2 separate regions of the Rattus norvegicus genome follow, and region 2 is linked to region 1. A link is a contact called in public Hi-C data. All regions are on one chromosome and are shown on one strand. Each heading gives the region's core, a stretch centred on a gene start, on an enhancer-like site or on the middle of the called end of the contact. The rest is flanking DNA. Distances are from core to core; before and after follow the strand shown.

Region 1 (7,283 bases), core at 3,475-5,974:
TCTGTGTCTGGCCACGCCACCCTGATCAAACCTGGCCTCATTCTGCATCCTCTTTCAAATCACAGGGCTGGATAGAAGAGGTGAACCTCGTTGGTTACATTCTGGAATTCACTGCTAGGCTTGATCACGCCTAACTCTTAAATCTCTCATTATGGACTAAGAATTCAACGGATCTTCTTTCTTCCACAAAGTCTCACAAAGTCTCCCAGTCAGCCTGTGACAGAGAAGCATTTCCTTCTCTTGGCCATTGATTCACAGAGCACCAGGTGTGTTTAGAGCCAGAGGGGCATGGGTTCTGTGGATAGGATCTCTTTAAAAAAAATGGCGACCATTTTTTCATCTTTTAAAAAAGGTTTTTATTATTTGTGTATGCGTGCGTGCATGTGTGTGTGGGTGCGTGTGTGTACGCGTGTGCACGTTCAGATGTCAGCAGAAGCCAGAAGGTGTCAGGTCCCTTGGAGCTGGAGTTACGGGAGGCCGTACGCTGCCTCAGTGGCTGCTGGGATCTGACAGTGCAAGAGTTTGATATTGCCAAGCTGCCTTTCCGGCCCTCACCCCACAGTGGGGAGAGTTGTAAAAGGGCCGCCATTGACTAAAGAGGTGTGCGCTTGCTTTTCTGTGGAACGCTTTTCTGGATCACTCTGGTAGGGAAGACTCCGGGCTCCATAGTCTTCAGGGCCTCGTCCTTTCACCTGGAGAGGCCTGGGCTCTGCAGATTTTTAAAGTGTGTATTGGAGAGTCTAGTTATTCCTTGGTCCCTGTAATTAAGCCATTTTTTCCCCTCACAGTACCAACAGCAATTAGCTTTAAATGTTTTGTCCTTCCCCATTAAGTAGTTAGTCCACTCCGGTTACCCCAGCCTTCCTGTACAAACTCTCCCACTGTGTGGAGATGACATATGGAGGCACGCTCTTTCCCGGTTCCAAATCTCTGTCAGCCCTGTTCCCTAGAGAGGCAGGCAGGAAGGCAGACACGTGAGAGGGCATTTCATGGGGGAGTTGGTTTACACAACCACTGAGGCTGAGAGGTCCCACAACAGCTGTCTGCACTCTGGGAATCCCCCAGAGATGCACATAGCATGGCTCAGTGCAAGCATAAGGCCCTAGAACCAGTGATGTCATGAGGGTCTGCTGTTTGCCGAAGAATGATACCCCAGAATGAAATAGCATGCAAAAGTAAGGGACGTTTTATTCTGCAGAAGACCAGCGTGCAGGGGGGGGTCCCTCATTCTAAAATGGAGAGACATCAAATGAGCCCACAGGAACGTTAGGGGATTCTGGGGTAGGTGACCTTTATCTTAGTCAGTCTCTAAGGGCATTTCATTACTGGGAGATGGGGGCTGGAACCTGTTACTGGGAAGGTCTGGAAACTTGCTGACCTGTTGTTCTTGCTTTGAGCTAGCTGGACTGAATAGCTGCCTGAAGCCTGGGGTTTTAAATTTTTTTTTTTTAATCCAAGCCTGGACTTGCCCAGTTCTTAGGTCTAGTCTCATAGGCTGCCAATTTGAAACCTGTCATGGTGTCAGCCTGGCCTCCTCAGTGTAAGGCTATACCTTGAAGCTCAAGGCTTCATACCCAGTGGACACTGGTAGAAATTCAAGAGTCTAGGGGCAGAGGTTCTGATGTCCGAACAGCAGGAAAACACCACCATTACCCCATATTATTACGCTCATATTGCCTTAAGGATCTCTCATTCCCAGAATGATTTCAGATCTCTCTCCCTGACTATGCCCTAATGCTCTGCGCTCTCAGTGCAGCTCTGTGACCACAATGATCACCTCCCTTATTTTTTCGATAACAAGTTATAGTTACCTGATTATTTGCATATACTTAAAAATACAATCTTAAAATATTTTATTTTAATTAGGACAGGTCCTAGTTAGTTTTTTTTTTTTTTCAACCTGTGGGGTGGAGCGATAGACGTTTGAGAAAAAGAGACCTCAACTACGATACGTCCTCACCAGGTTGGCCTGTGGGCGTGCTTGTGAGTTATTTTCTTGATTAATGATTTATGTGAGAGGGCTCAGCCCACTGTGGGCCGTGTAACCCCCCGGAGGTTGCCCTGGGCTGTAGAAGAAAGCAGAGTGAGCAAGTCAACAAGCAGCATCCCTCTGCGGCCTCTGACTCAGTTCCTGCCTCGAGACCCTGGCCGACTTCCTCAATGATCTGTGATCACGATGTGTAAGCTGAAACAAACTCTGTCCGACCTTGGGTCCTGGCGTTTTGTCACAGGACAGAAAGAAACCCTAGTCAGCGTTTCTTAGTTAAGACAGTCGCAGGGTACTACTGGGTTCCGGTATGACATCATCACACAGGCAGTACGCATGCTCGCCTCGTACCCACGCCCCTCTAGCACCGCCGCCTTTCCTTCCTCTCTGCAAATTGCCCCTTTTATTCCCACGTCTTATAGCTTGTTTGTTAATGCGTGCCGGGCATGGTATAAGGCTACTTAAGAAGCAGTAGAAATAGATTTCTCTTCCTAAAGGCCACACTTTCCCTATTCCCGGGGAAGGAGGCAGCTGTAGGTTGTTTCCATTCCCTCCTGGCTTCAGGTTTGTTGAGAGCGCCGCGCTCCCTCCGCCCATCCTTGTGATCTAAGCGCTCCAGGATTGTCACACTCCGTTCTTTTGTCCAACCTCGGGTCCCAGCTGCGCCCACTGCTCAGAACCCAACAGAAGTCTCCTGGGTAGAAGGAGGTTGTGTTCTTGGCAGAGCCTCCGGATTCCAGCACGTGACTCACGCTCATTGGCGACCTTGACTCTGCTTCCCTCAGAACAGCCTCTTATGGTGAGCTCAATCATTTCACAGTGCAGCCAGGGAGGAAGAGGGTCCGTTACACTCCTCACCACTCATTCAGAAAACAAAGATGTGCTGTGTCACAAGTGTGTCAGTAGGTGGCAGAGAGGAGAGAGGCCATGTCACCTGGGCAGCTGGGTAGAGCCGACTCTGGTGGCAGGGGCGTGAGTGAGCCACCCCGAGAGCATGGGCGTGGGCGAGCTGGCCCCACCATTTGTCTGCTGTGCAGTGACATAGGCAAGGGAGAGATAAGACCCCCACATCCCCCCTTGCCACCTATGTTGGGCAGTAAAACTCTTCCCAAGGTCCTCAGAGTGAGAGGGGTGGACCTGCCCCTCACTGGCTCCGTCATCCAGGAGAGCAGCCTCCGCGCTTTACTCTGTAGCACAGCAGAGCTGGCCCTCGGTGGTAGGGTTGTGAGTGTGGGAGAGTAGCCCCTGCCTCTTGTCTGATACGCGGTGGTATCTGGGAGACATTTATCCCCCACCCCACTTTGCCCTCACCACCAGTGGCCAGCTGGAGAGTTGGTCCGAATGGGGTCATGATAGCAGGAGATCTGTCCCTGTCCCTTACCTGATGCAGGACTCAGCGGAGTTGGCCCTAGATGGGGAGTTGTGGGTGTGTAGGAGAGCCAGCCCCGCATCTTGTCTGCTGGGTGGCAGTGGTGTAGATGAGGGAGAAATGCCCTCCTCCTCCCCTCCCTCGTCCCTTGCCATTTATTGTAGGCAGGACAGCTGGCCCTGAGGCCACCAGAGTGGGAGAGCCAGACGTGTCCCTCACTGACTGCCATGCTCTAGAGAGTGGGCAGCAGGGTAGAGCTGGCCTGGTTGTGGGAGCAGGAGAGGCCTCTCAGATACCTCTCAGGCCCAGATCGGGACTTTGAATTGGCCCAGCCCAACGTCTAAGCCATCGATGAACGACTACAGTACATGAAGTGCTGGTCCTACCCATCCACAGCACAGATCTCCACGACACGGGGCGACAACAGGATATCCAAGAGTGAGGTTCTACTCTCTACAGAGTAGTGGAAGCCAGAGGCCTCGAACCAGACCAACGAGTCATTGTGACGGACGTTTGCAAGCAAAGAAGTGTGGACAAAAAGGTGTGCCGTGGGACACTGTGACACACTGCAGCTCTGTTGGGGGAGGTTGCAAGGGTGGAGGGTGGGTATGTGGGGGGAGGGAGACGAGTGATTTGGGTGCATGATGTCAGATTCACAGAGAGCCAATGAAAGTTAAAAGAAAATAGGAAAACCGAGAATGCTTTCAGGAGCTGATCTACTTTTATCCTTTAGTTTATAGTGAGCCCTGCGGCCCATCTCGGACTTTCATATCACAACCTTAGGCAGAGTCTAATTACTTTTAGTTCTTATGAGAGCCGTGTGTATAACATACTGTCCTCTGTTTAACAGGTGAAGGTGGTTCTTAGAGAGGGCCACTGGCCCAACATCATCCTATCTGCGAGCAACCGTGTTGGCATCTTGCCTCGGAGTGAACTGCCGTGACACCAGGATGCATGTCCCACCTCCTCCTGAAGCCGCCGTCACTCTGTCATGGGCGTGTTGCTATGCATGGGGGCAACTTTGTACCCGCTGTGTAGGAGCTCACTTATCCCTCCTTCTGTAGGGAGGAGTCTACACTCCACACTGCTCATGGTTTGTTTGTTCTGGGTTGATCTTTAATCTAGGAGGCTGGGGAGGAATGCGGGGCTCGGTGGGTTTGTCATAGGCTAGCCTCCTGGTGGGTTTGTCATAGGCTAGCCTCCCTCTAATGAACAACAATGCATGTACCTAGGAACGAAGACTGACCACCTGCCCACAGGGACAAGGCTAGACTTTAGAATGACAGGCTGCCTTTGTTCCCCCTCCCTATACAGCCTGTTGGGTAAAGGTGAGACGGGAGTCAGAGGTTTAGAATCTGAGGCATCTGTTGTAACCGGTCGACAGCTCACTGAATAAAACACTGCTGGGTTTTGCCCACGTGTCAGGTGGGACGGATCTGGTTTCGCTACAAGGTGATTCAGAATTAAAAAAAAAAAAGTTCTGTGGTTAAATCAATCTAAAAGGCGCTTCAGGCCTCCCCTCCGCTGAAAGGCTGGGACTGCCAATCGGCCCGTTAGAAGCCATGCAGCTAAGACTTGTTTAGTTCAGTGTTCCTAATGCTCTTCCTTCAGGACTCCCCCCCACCCCCCGCTTCGGCGAGTGCAATCTGCTCATCCAGCCGCAGTCAGAATCACACGGGGCACACTTTGCACAGAACACCCTGGGTTATGGGGCCCCAGACTCTGCTCTTCGTGACCTTGCAGAAGGTCACCTGTGCATTATTTAAGAGTGGCTCCCCCAGAGCATTTCTCAAGAGACAGCAGGGCTGGGCTTATTAACTACATTGTTTCTTGTGGAAGAGACACACACTTAAAATGGAGAACAAGGCATTCTGGAGGGTATTTTTATGTCAAATGTGTTCCCTGCCCCAGGATGTGAAGAGAGCTGCTCTCTCTTAAGTTCTTAGATAAGAGCTGTGCCCTGTTAAGGATTCTCCGAGGCTGATTGACTTCTGTGATCTTGCACAGGAGAGAGGTCCTAGGTCGGGAGCCTAATTACCTCAGGCTATTTTTAGTTCTCATGAGAGCTATTCAGGGATCACCTCTGTGTCAGGTGACTGTTAGGTAAGTAAGCTTTCTGGAATATACAAACAAACCAGTTATCTTCCCCCCCCCCCCGCCCAACCCAAAGGCCAACATGTCACTAGGCAGCATCAAGACCTGCAACAGACTTCAGCCCCTTTCTTCTAACCCACCTGCCTGTGTCCTCTATTTAGATGCCTGTCAGTGTCCCAGAAGATAAATTTGGGGTCACCGGACCTTTCTGTTTGTTCTTTCCAGCACATCGATTAACTCTCCTCACTGTGTTTATCCCTGTTAATCTCTCTGACTGATGTTAGGATAGCTGGTGGAGTTGGGGCTGTAGGAAGTGGGGCTTCTGCCCTAGAATGGATTATAGAGGTTCTATGTGGACGATGGCAGTCTGAGGTGTTGGGTTTATAAATGCCAAGTGGAGCTTTTCTGGCTTCTAGCCCAGGACAAGGTTCAGAGGTGGCCACTTTGTATCCTTTCTTCCCCAAAACTGTCCGACCCAGTTTTTATCTCCTGCTCTTATCATGTTTTTGGCCTATCTGTGCCCTCTCTATCTGAGGTTATACAAAGCACCCAGAAACCACTTTGCAAGAAGGGCTGCCTCCTCCCGTGTTCTGGACTGGGCGGCTCTGCCTTCCTCAGAACCCTTTACTCTGCTTCAGACCCTTGCTGCCTCTGAGCTATCTCTTTCGTCTTCTGTGAGCTATCTCACCCCTCTTCTGTGACTTCTCTCCTTCCTCTCTGCATGGAAGCACCAAGACAAACTACACGGAGGTCAGCTTGGCCTCTGGAAGCCCCAGACACAGACCACCCCAAGGTGAGGACAATGGTGGCAGGAACAGCTGAGAGCTCAGGTCTTGATCCACAAGCAGGAGGTAGAGGCAGGCACACTGGGAATGGTCTGAGTCTTTTGAAACCTTAAAGCTGCCCCCAAGTGACACGCTCTCCTTCAACAATGACACCACACTCCCTAATCCTTCCCAACAGTGGCACTAGCTGAGGACCAAGTATTTAAATATATGACCCTATGGGGTCATTCTCATTCAAACCACCACACCTAGCATTCTTTTGACTATCAGCTTAAACCTTATTATACTGTTAGAATTTTAAACTGCAGTGTGTGTGTGTGTGTGTGTGTGTGTGTGTGTGTGTGTGTGTGTGTGTGTGTGAAGATCAGAGGATAATCTGTGAGAGTCAGGTCTCTCTTTCCAGGGAACTCCAGACTAGAAGCCAGCCTTCCTTTATCTGGTGAGTCATCTTCCGTTTTGAATATATTGATGCAGACCACATCAGATAGCACATGAACTCTATCCCGGTCTCCTTGTTTCGCCATAGCCCATCTACCCGATTTCCCCACAATTTTGTTTGGGTAATGTATTGATTTATTACTGTCTTTTGCTGCATGACTGTAAAAGTTCACTTTAGCTTAGAATATACTGTCTTTCATGTCTTTGGAACAGAACTGTACTCCTAACCCACACACTTATAAAGTCTGATAAAGAATTCTATTTTAAGATAAAAATGTGTGGCTAAGTCGTAATGTCAGCATTCCTTTAAATGATTTTGAAATTACAAATTACACATGCATAGTAGCATGAGAGCGAGAGCGAGAGCGAGAGCGAGAGCGAGAGCGAGAGAGAGAGAGAGAGAGCGCTGCCAGCAGAGGCCAGCAGAGGGTTACTCCCATGGAATCAGAGTTGAAAACAGCTGTGAAGTTGTGAGCCCTGTGACACGGGTGGGCATGGCTGCTGGGCACCGAACTCTGGTTCTCCACAAGACGAGTAAACACTTTTAGTAGCCCCTCTAGCCCAGCAGACAACAGCTTACTCTGTCGTTTTTAACGCAAAAGATAAAGCA
Region 2 (7,283 bases), core at 3,036-5,535, 240 kb after region 1:
GGCAACACGCTGCATCCTTTCCTAGATGCTTTCTGGTGCTGTGAGAAACACCAGGACCAAAAATGAGTTAGGGAAGAAATTTCAGCTTATAAATCACATCCCATTATGGAGGGAAGCCAAGGCAGGAGCTTGAAGCAGAAACCAGGGGTAAACACTTCTTACTGACTTGTTCCCTCTGGCTCCTGCTCGGCCTGCTTTCTTATACAGCCCTGGATCATCTGCTTACGTCTGAAGACACTGCTCATGGTGACCTAGACCTTCACATATTCATCAACAGCCAGGACAGTTCCCCACAGGCCAGTCTGATCTGGAAATCACTGCCTTGTTGAAACTCCCTCTCTAGGTGGCTCTAGGTCGTGTCAGTCGACAAAATTGAGCAGGGTGCTTCTTACCATATCATTCCTTCCGCTGCAAGGACTCCATGGGCAAAGCGCTTGCTTCACAAGCCTGAGGGCCTGAGTTTGGATCTCTAGCACCCATTCGCCCATGTGAAAAGTTAGGCATGATAGCGTGAGCCTGTAATTCCAGCACTGAGGAGGCAGAAGTAAGAGGATTCCCGGAGCTCTCCACAAGCCGGTAGAGGTGACTCAAGCTCTAGTGTGGTGGGGAACTAGAGGGGGAAGTGAGCTAGCAACATGCAACACACAACATACTAACAAACACACACACACAACACACACACACTCACAGACACACACACAGAGACACACACTCACACTCACAGACACACAGACACACACTCACACAGACACACACACAGACATACACTCACACTCACAGACACACACTCACACAGAATACACACAGACACACACACAGACACACTGAGATACACAGACACACACAGAGAGACACACTGAGATACACAGACACAGACAGATAGACACATACACAAAGAGACAGACACACAGACAGACACAGAGATACATACACACAGACACACACACACAGAGATACACAGATACACACATACACACACAGAGATACACAGATACACACAGACACACACAGATACACACACAGAGATATACACACACACAAAGATACACACACATGCACACACTGACACACACACACAGACACACACACAGACACACAGAGATACATGATACACACAGACACACATACAGAGATACACACACACACACAAACACACACACTGGTATTGATTTATAATACGCAGGACCCAGGGAGGGCCCTAACGGCACAGAGAGAAGCAGTTCTGGCCTGCCTGGGCAGGCTGGTATGAACTTCAGGCACAGGTTCCTGCCTCCCTGGCCCACCACTATGTGCAGGTCCCTGTGTGGATTCCAAGAGCCCAGTGGACTTGCAAGGTCCCGGGTGTGGCCGAGTGCTCATTCGCATCTCCCATGGGAAGCAGCCAACCGTGGACTCAGACAGACTCCCATTTAAATCCTGCCCTAACACTCAATCTTCAGAACAACCTTGGGCAGGTTATTTTATAGGTCCCTGACTTCCTGAGATAAAATTAATCACCTAGAGTGACGGTTTGGTTTAGACAGGCTGGCTGTGCAGAGCCAACGTGAAAGCTGAAGCTTCCTAAATCCCAGTCCTTCACTCACTCCTCCACCGCAGGCTCTTGTGTGCAAATGAGGGTGTTAACTGCACCGTTTATAAATGAGCGAGTCATGTTTTGACGTCCATCTTAAATTCCCAGCTTGAGGAGGTAAACCCTAGAACCCACTGCCTCTCCCGTAGTCAGATACCACAAGGCCACGTTCACCGTGGGTCAAACCAGCGAGATGAATTGACATTTGAGAGTCGTCCTGGAAAGTATCCTTTCTTACTCAGCTTTATAAGTAATTGTGTGTATGTGGAGCAGTGATGTTCACGTATGCAAGTGTGTGCACATGTGTGTGGGCCACAGGTCGCCATGTATATTCTTGGAGACAGTTTCTCTCTCACCGAGCCTAGCAGACCACTTAAGAACCATTGGTATTATGGGAATTCCTGACTCTGAAGGAGCACATTGGAGAAAAAGGAAAAAGAAAGTGCGTTTCCCTCACCTTCTCACCTTAATGTCTGTGTTTGTTTTAGACGGTGGGCTGTGGCTGCCTTAAACACTTGGCAATCAGGGCACTTTGAAAATGGTTTCTATTTTCATTGGATGTTTATCCTAAGGAGCAACGTGTAATGTCTTCAGTAGTGCCTCACAGTGATGCATATTTATAACGTAATAGTCTGCCACTTTTGGAACTTTTTTACATTTAAATTTTTGAAAAATGATATTTACATAATTCCCCCTCAAGCACTTGAGTAATTCTCTCGAGTACCCGTTTTTACATATAGACGTCCCTTCCATCTTCTGCTGGCAGATTTGTTTACCTTCTCACTTAATCAGGATATTTTAGATGAATATTGAAATAATTATTGGCTTTTAAAAAAATCATGTAATCAACAGCTGGATGTGGCTCCAAACGATATGCACGCTTCATCGGTTTAAAAACGTTCTTGTTTTTTATAGTAAATTCCATATAGATGTCTTTTAAAATTATCTTGGCACATAGTTTATAAATAAAGGTGGCTTAATTCTGCTATTAAATAAAGAAATCTTAATGTCATATTCCTAGTTTTGGAATGTGAAGGACATTTCTACTTACTGTTGGCACATGGTCCTTGTGTGTGTGTGTGTGTGTGTGTGTGTGTGTATTACACGAGAATACATAGTTGTATATATTAAATTATAAGCAGTGCTTACTATTAACATATTCAAGGCCAGCTCTGGCTCCAATTTCTCCCCGAACACGATTATTGAACCCTCTGAGCTACTCAATGATTGTGAAACACAGAGTTCTGTCTTCACTTCCTTCTCATAGTCCTTCCGCCCTCTCCAGTCTCCACCTATATCTAACACACAAGCACACATGCACACACTCGTGTGCACACACATGCACATGCACACATGCACACATGCACACACACACTCGCACACATGATTTCCTCTAAGCATGGGCCCCCATGCTAGAGGCTTGGTTTCTATGGTGACTCCTGGGAGCTGGTGGAACCTTGGACGACAGAGCTCAGGAAAAGGACGCTGAGTCACTGAGGACAGTCCCTGGAAGGGACTACTGAGGGGCCAGTCTGACCCTCCCTTTGCTTACTGGTTTCTATGGGGTGAGAAGCTTTGCTCCACAAGGCACACCCATCGGTGATGCTCTATCTCGCTGTAGGCTCAGAATCCCCAAGACTGTGAGTCAAAATAATCTCTTCTCCTGTGCAGATTGCTTCCTGCATTCTGACTTCTCAATGGGACACAATGGCTCCAACGGAAAGCACACAGATACACTGAATGGGTGATGGCTTGGGGTAAGTGACATGACTAAGTCCAACAGAACACCCTTTGGTACAAACCCTGCTCGAAGACACTGCCACCTTTGATTAAAGTGTCTCCAAAAATATAATTTTCTTTGTTGCCTTTTTGGAAGCAGGTAGCCATTTAAGACGGTCAGAGGTTCGCAATCTGTGGGTTGTGACCCCTTGGGGGTTGAACAACCCTTTCACGGGGGTCGGTCACCTAAGACCATCAGGAAACAGAGTTATTTACATTATGGTTGATAACAGTAACAAATCACAGTTATAAAGTAGAAAAGAAAATAATTTTATGGCTGGGGTGACCGAGACATGAGGAGCTGTACTGAGGGTCACGGCGTTGGGAAGGTTGAGAACCGCTGGTCTGGATGAGGAGTGTGTACGGTGTCACCCGAGAGCCAGCTGACTGTCCTCTCCATCTCAGGACCGCTTGGTGACAACGATGTGCTGAGCTGGGTACGCAGCCTATTTAATGCATTGCAACGTCTCCATATTTGCTGGCTTGGAGTGGAACATACAGCACCCCCAGAGCTGGCACCCAGGCAAGCTTCATGCCTTCGCCATCTGCAGAGTTTCTACCTCAGGTCCCGTTCGCTTTACTGTAACTGCCTCTTTTACGTGGGTGCGGAGCCGAGCCCCATCTTAAAGCCATCTCTATCCTGCTCCTGCTCCTGATCGCCGCTGCTGGTCTGAAATGACGGCTTGGTGTCTCTGCTTTTAAATTTATGTTTGAGCTCAGGGGTTGCTTCAAATGCATATTTTCTTGAGTAACACGGTGCTGTTTTGCTAAGCTCATTTCTGGTTTCACAGCCTCCCCCCACCCCAGTCTGTGCTCCGGTCCCCATCCCCAGTACTTGTGACACCTCGCTCTCACTCTCCTCTCCCCCACAGCTGACTTGTCCTCAGCACACAGTCTGCTCTGCCTTCCAGCCCGCCTACTTTGATTAATTAAATAATTTGTTGACACACTCAGATTTCTGTTTACTCTAGCACAGAAGCTCCAGCCAAGATAATTCCACCCAGGGCTTCAGGACTCGCCTGTGACAAAACGCTGAAGCAGGACAATGTGCCCGAGTGAGCTGTGCCCAGGATCTACCAACCTGGCTTCCTCTTTCCGCTCTCCTTATTATCTGTAAGACTCTAGACATCAGCAATTCCCAAATCTTCCATCCCTACTAAAACACCAACAAATGTGAGTTAGCTGTGCTTACAGCACATAGTAGGTGCTGTAGACAGAGGAAAGAATAAGGCACCAAAAGCCAGAGCCTCTCTTCCAGGGGATAAAAGCAAGAGAGGGAAACTGATGTTCCTCATCAGACAGGCAGGGATGGAATTGCCAACGAAACCTGCATAGTGAGTTTGCGACAGAGCTGTCCATAGGACTTTCAATGTTGACCAAATATTTCACACCTCTGCTGCTCAAGACAAGAGCCAGCTGTCACTCAGGGTTACTGGCATTTGAAATATGTCTATGGAAAAGCATGAAACAGATTTCTCAATTTTATTTAATGTGTGTGTGTTCATGAGTGTGGTACATGTGTGTATGTATGGTGCATTTGTATGGTACATGTGTATAGGTGTGGTGCATGAGTGTGTGCATGTTTTCCGGTATATGTTGTACATGTGTGTGCATGATGCAGGTATGTATGCGTTCCTGTGGGTGTGGTGTATTTGTTCCTTTGTATATGTGTGTGTATGGTGCACATGTGTGTGTGCTGCATGTATTCATGTGTTTGTATGTGTTTGTGGTGACTGTGTTTGTAATGCATATGCATATGTTCCCCTGTGTGTGTGTGTGTGTGTGTGTGTGTGGTGTGTGTTTATGTGTTCCTGTGTATGTGGTGCGTGTAGGTGTATGGTGCATGTGTTCTTGTGTCTGCGAACATGTGTGTATAGTGCATATGTGTATATGATGCGTGTGTTCATATGTTTGTGTGTACCTGTGTGTGGTGAGGGTATATGTGTGTTCCTGTGGGGTGTGTGTGTGTAAACAGAACAAAGGACAACCTGTGGTGCCATCCTCAGGTGCTGCCACACACATGCACCACACACATACACATGTACCACACTCATGAACACACACACAACCACTTAGGAACTTCCTGTTTCATTCTCTGACCAGTGAGGGTCCTGCTCCCTCCGACGCCTTCTGGAGGAAGAGTAAAGTTCCACAGTTGGACATCTAAGAGTGCAGTGCAATGCAGTGGTTTATTTCAGGCCCTGTGAACAAGTCTGAGATCACAGACTGGAGAGTTCCCTGTCAGGAGGGAGCGTGGGTCAAAATACTTCTCATGGGGAGACATGAACAAAGGTCTGTTTACCCCAGATAGGAACTCAATCTAGAACAGAGCAAAGTCATCCCAGGTTAATGAACAGTGAGTCTGAGGGCCTGTTTGTAGAGCGAGAGCATTCTTAGAGGAGCTTCCGCCGACACAAAAAAGAACAGTATCACCAAAAAGGCCCACCATGACAACCTGAGAGCTACCCCTTTGTCTGGCCTCCTGCTCCCTGTTTACTCTAGTATCCCTCTTGCTAGACCACATCCAACCAGGGAATAGGAGGGAGCAGTGGGCGGAGTCTGATGTGAGGGCCTAGAGGCTCTGCCTTCCCAGTTTTACTAAGGATGTGGGTTACCATTACCCTCCGCCATAAATCCTGTATCGTTTTATTGATTGTCATGGCTACGGGGCCAAGTCGTCTCGGTTTCCATGGCGGTGATGGTGTAGTCTTGCTGTGCTGAGAGGAAAAGCTACACTACAGCAACATAACAGTGACGCCAGGAACAACAGCAGGATTCACTGGACATCCGTTAAGTCTTAGAAGGCATTCCATTGTCTGTTACTCTACCATTTTGTTCTGTCAGCCCCCAGGAAGTGGGAGCCGGCATCTATGCTTTGCAGGCAGAACCGCAGAGGCACCGGGATGCTGTGGAGTTTGTCTGAGGTCCTGTGTCATGGGGCTCGTGCATTCAGGACCCCATCTCATCAGGCAGATTCTCCGCTTTGTCCCCGTCCGTCGTCTTCCTGCCTCTGTCTGTTATTTACTACTTAGGTGCACGCTCAAACTACTCAGAGAAACTCCGACAGTGACCCAGGAGGCACTCCATAAATGATTCTCTTCGTAGAAAATCTGCCTCATGCTGTAGCTTCATCCACACCACCCCAAAAGCCAAGAGAGTCCTGCTTGGCCGGGTGTTAACTGTTCTCAGGCTGTCACAGAAGTCTCGGGATTCAGTTAGCAGAATTCCTTCCAGGACCACGTGTCAGTATGGGCAGAGGCCTTCACTATCTAGCTGTATCTTCCTAATGGACTCTCCTTTATCTTCAGGTATCGAGCGTTCCACAGACGCCAATCTGTCAGATCATAGTAACAATGTGATGATTATACCTGCTGATGTGCGGGCGCTGGGTAGGACGCTCTGGGCGCACAAGCCATGGAGTCGGGCCTCCTCTGAGAAAACGATGGGAGCCCCAGCTCCCTGGCTCAGTAGCTGTCTGAGTCCCTCCCACGAGGTTACCATTTCTGTGATGCCACACCTTGACCAAAGCCAACTCACAACTTCTCCTTCATCGGATCATTGTCAAAGGAAGTCGGGGCAGGAAGCCATGCAGGGCAGGAACCTGGAGGCAGGAAGCCCATGGAGAAGCCATGGAGGGCGCTGCTTTCTTCCTGTAGCTTACTCAACCTGCTTTCTTCTAGAATGAAGGACCACCAGCACGGGGTGGCGCCACACATCGGGCTGGGGCCTCCCACCCCAGTCACTAAGGAAATGGTCTTCAGGTTTGCCTGTGGCCTGACCTCATGGAGGCATTTTCTCAGTCCCTCGTCTCGGAAACGCCAGCTTGAGTCAGGCTGGTATAAAAACAGCCAGCACACTTCGCATTAGCTTTCGAGCTCCGTGTGGGATCAGCCATGACACTTGGGACCTGTATGAGCTCAAGTCCTCTCTGGTT

Evidence for each region. Hi-C and Micro-C count contacts between places; a contact is called where the count stands out from the background.
Region 2: a contact with region 1 is called in a Hi-C map of liver, with 3 times the contacts expected there. The contact joins two enhancer-like sites. A contact is called at or near these places in 2 of 12 Hi-C or Micro-C datasets (hepatocytes and liver).

Annotation. Positions count from the first base shown.
Region 1 is chr4:180,059,682-180,066,964 of GRCr8, forward strand. No RefSeq gene overlaps it. Among named protein-coding and RNA genes, the nearest start is that of Lmntd1, 64 kb to the right of the region's middle. Within about 2 kb of position 4,725, at least 7 of the 93 cell types and tissues checked have an H3K27ac peak or open chromatin away from gene starts, as enhancers often do. A contact at or near this core is called in liver, where this site is marked.
Region 2 is chr4:180,297,661-180,304,943 of GRCr8, forward strand. It overlaps a transcript of Lmntd1 not described here. Among named protein-coding and RNA genes, the nearest start is that of Tuba3b, 18 kb to the right of the region's middle. Within about 2 kb of position 4,286, at least 2 of the 93 cell types and tissues checked have an H3K27ac peak or open chromatin away from gene starts, as enhancers often do. A contact at or near this core is called in liver, where this site is marked.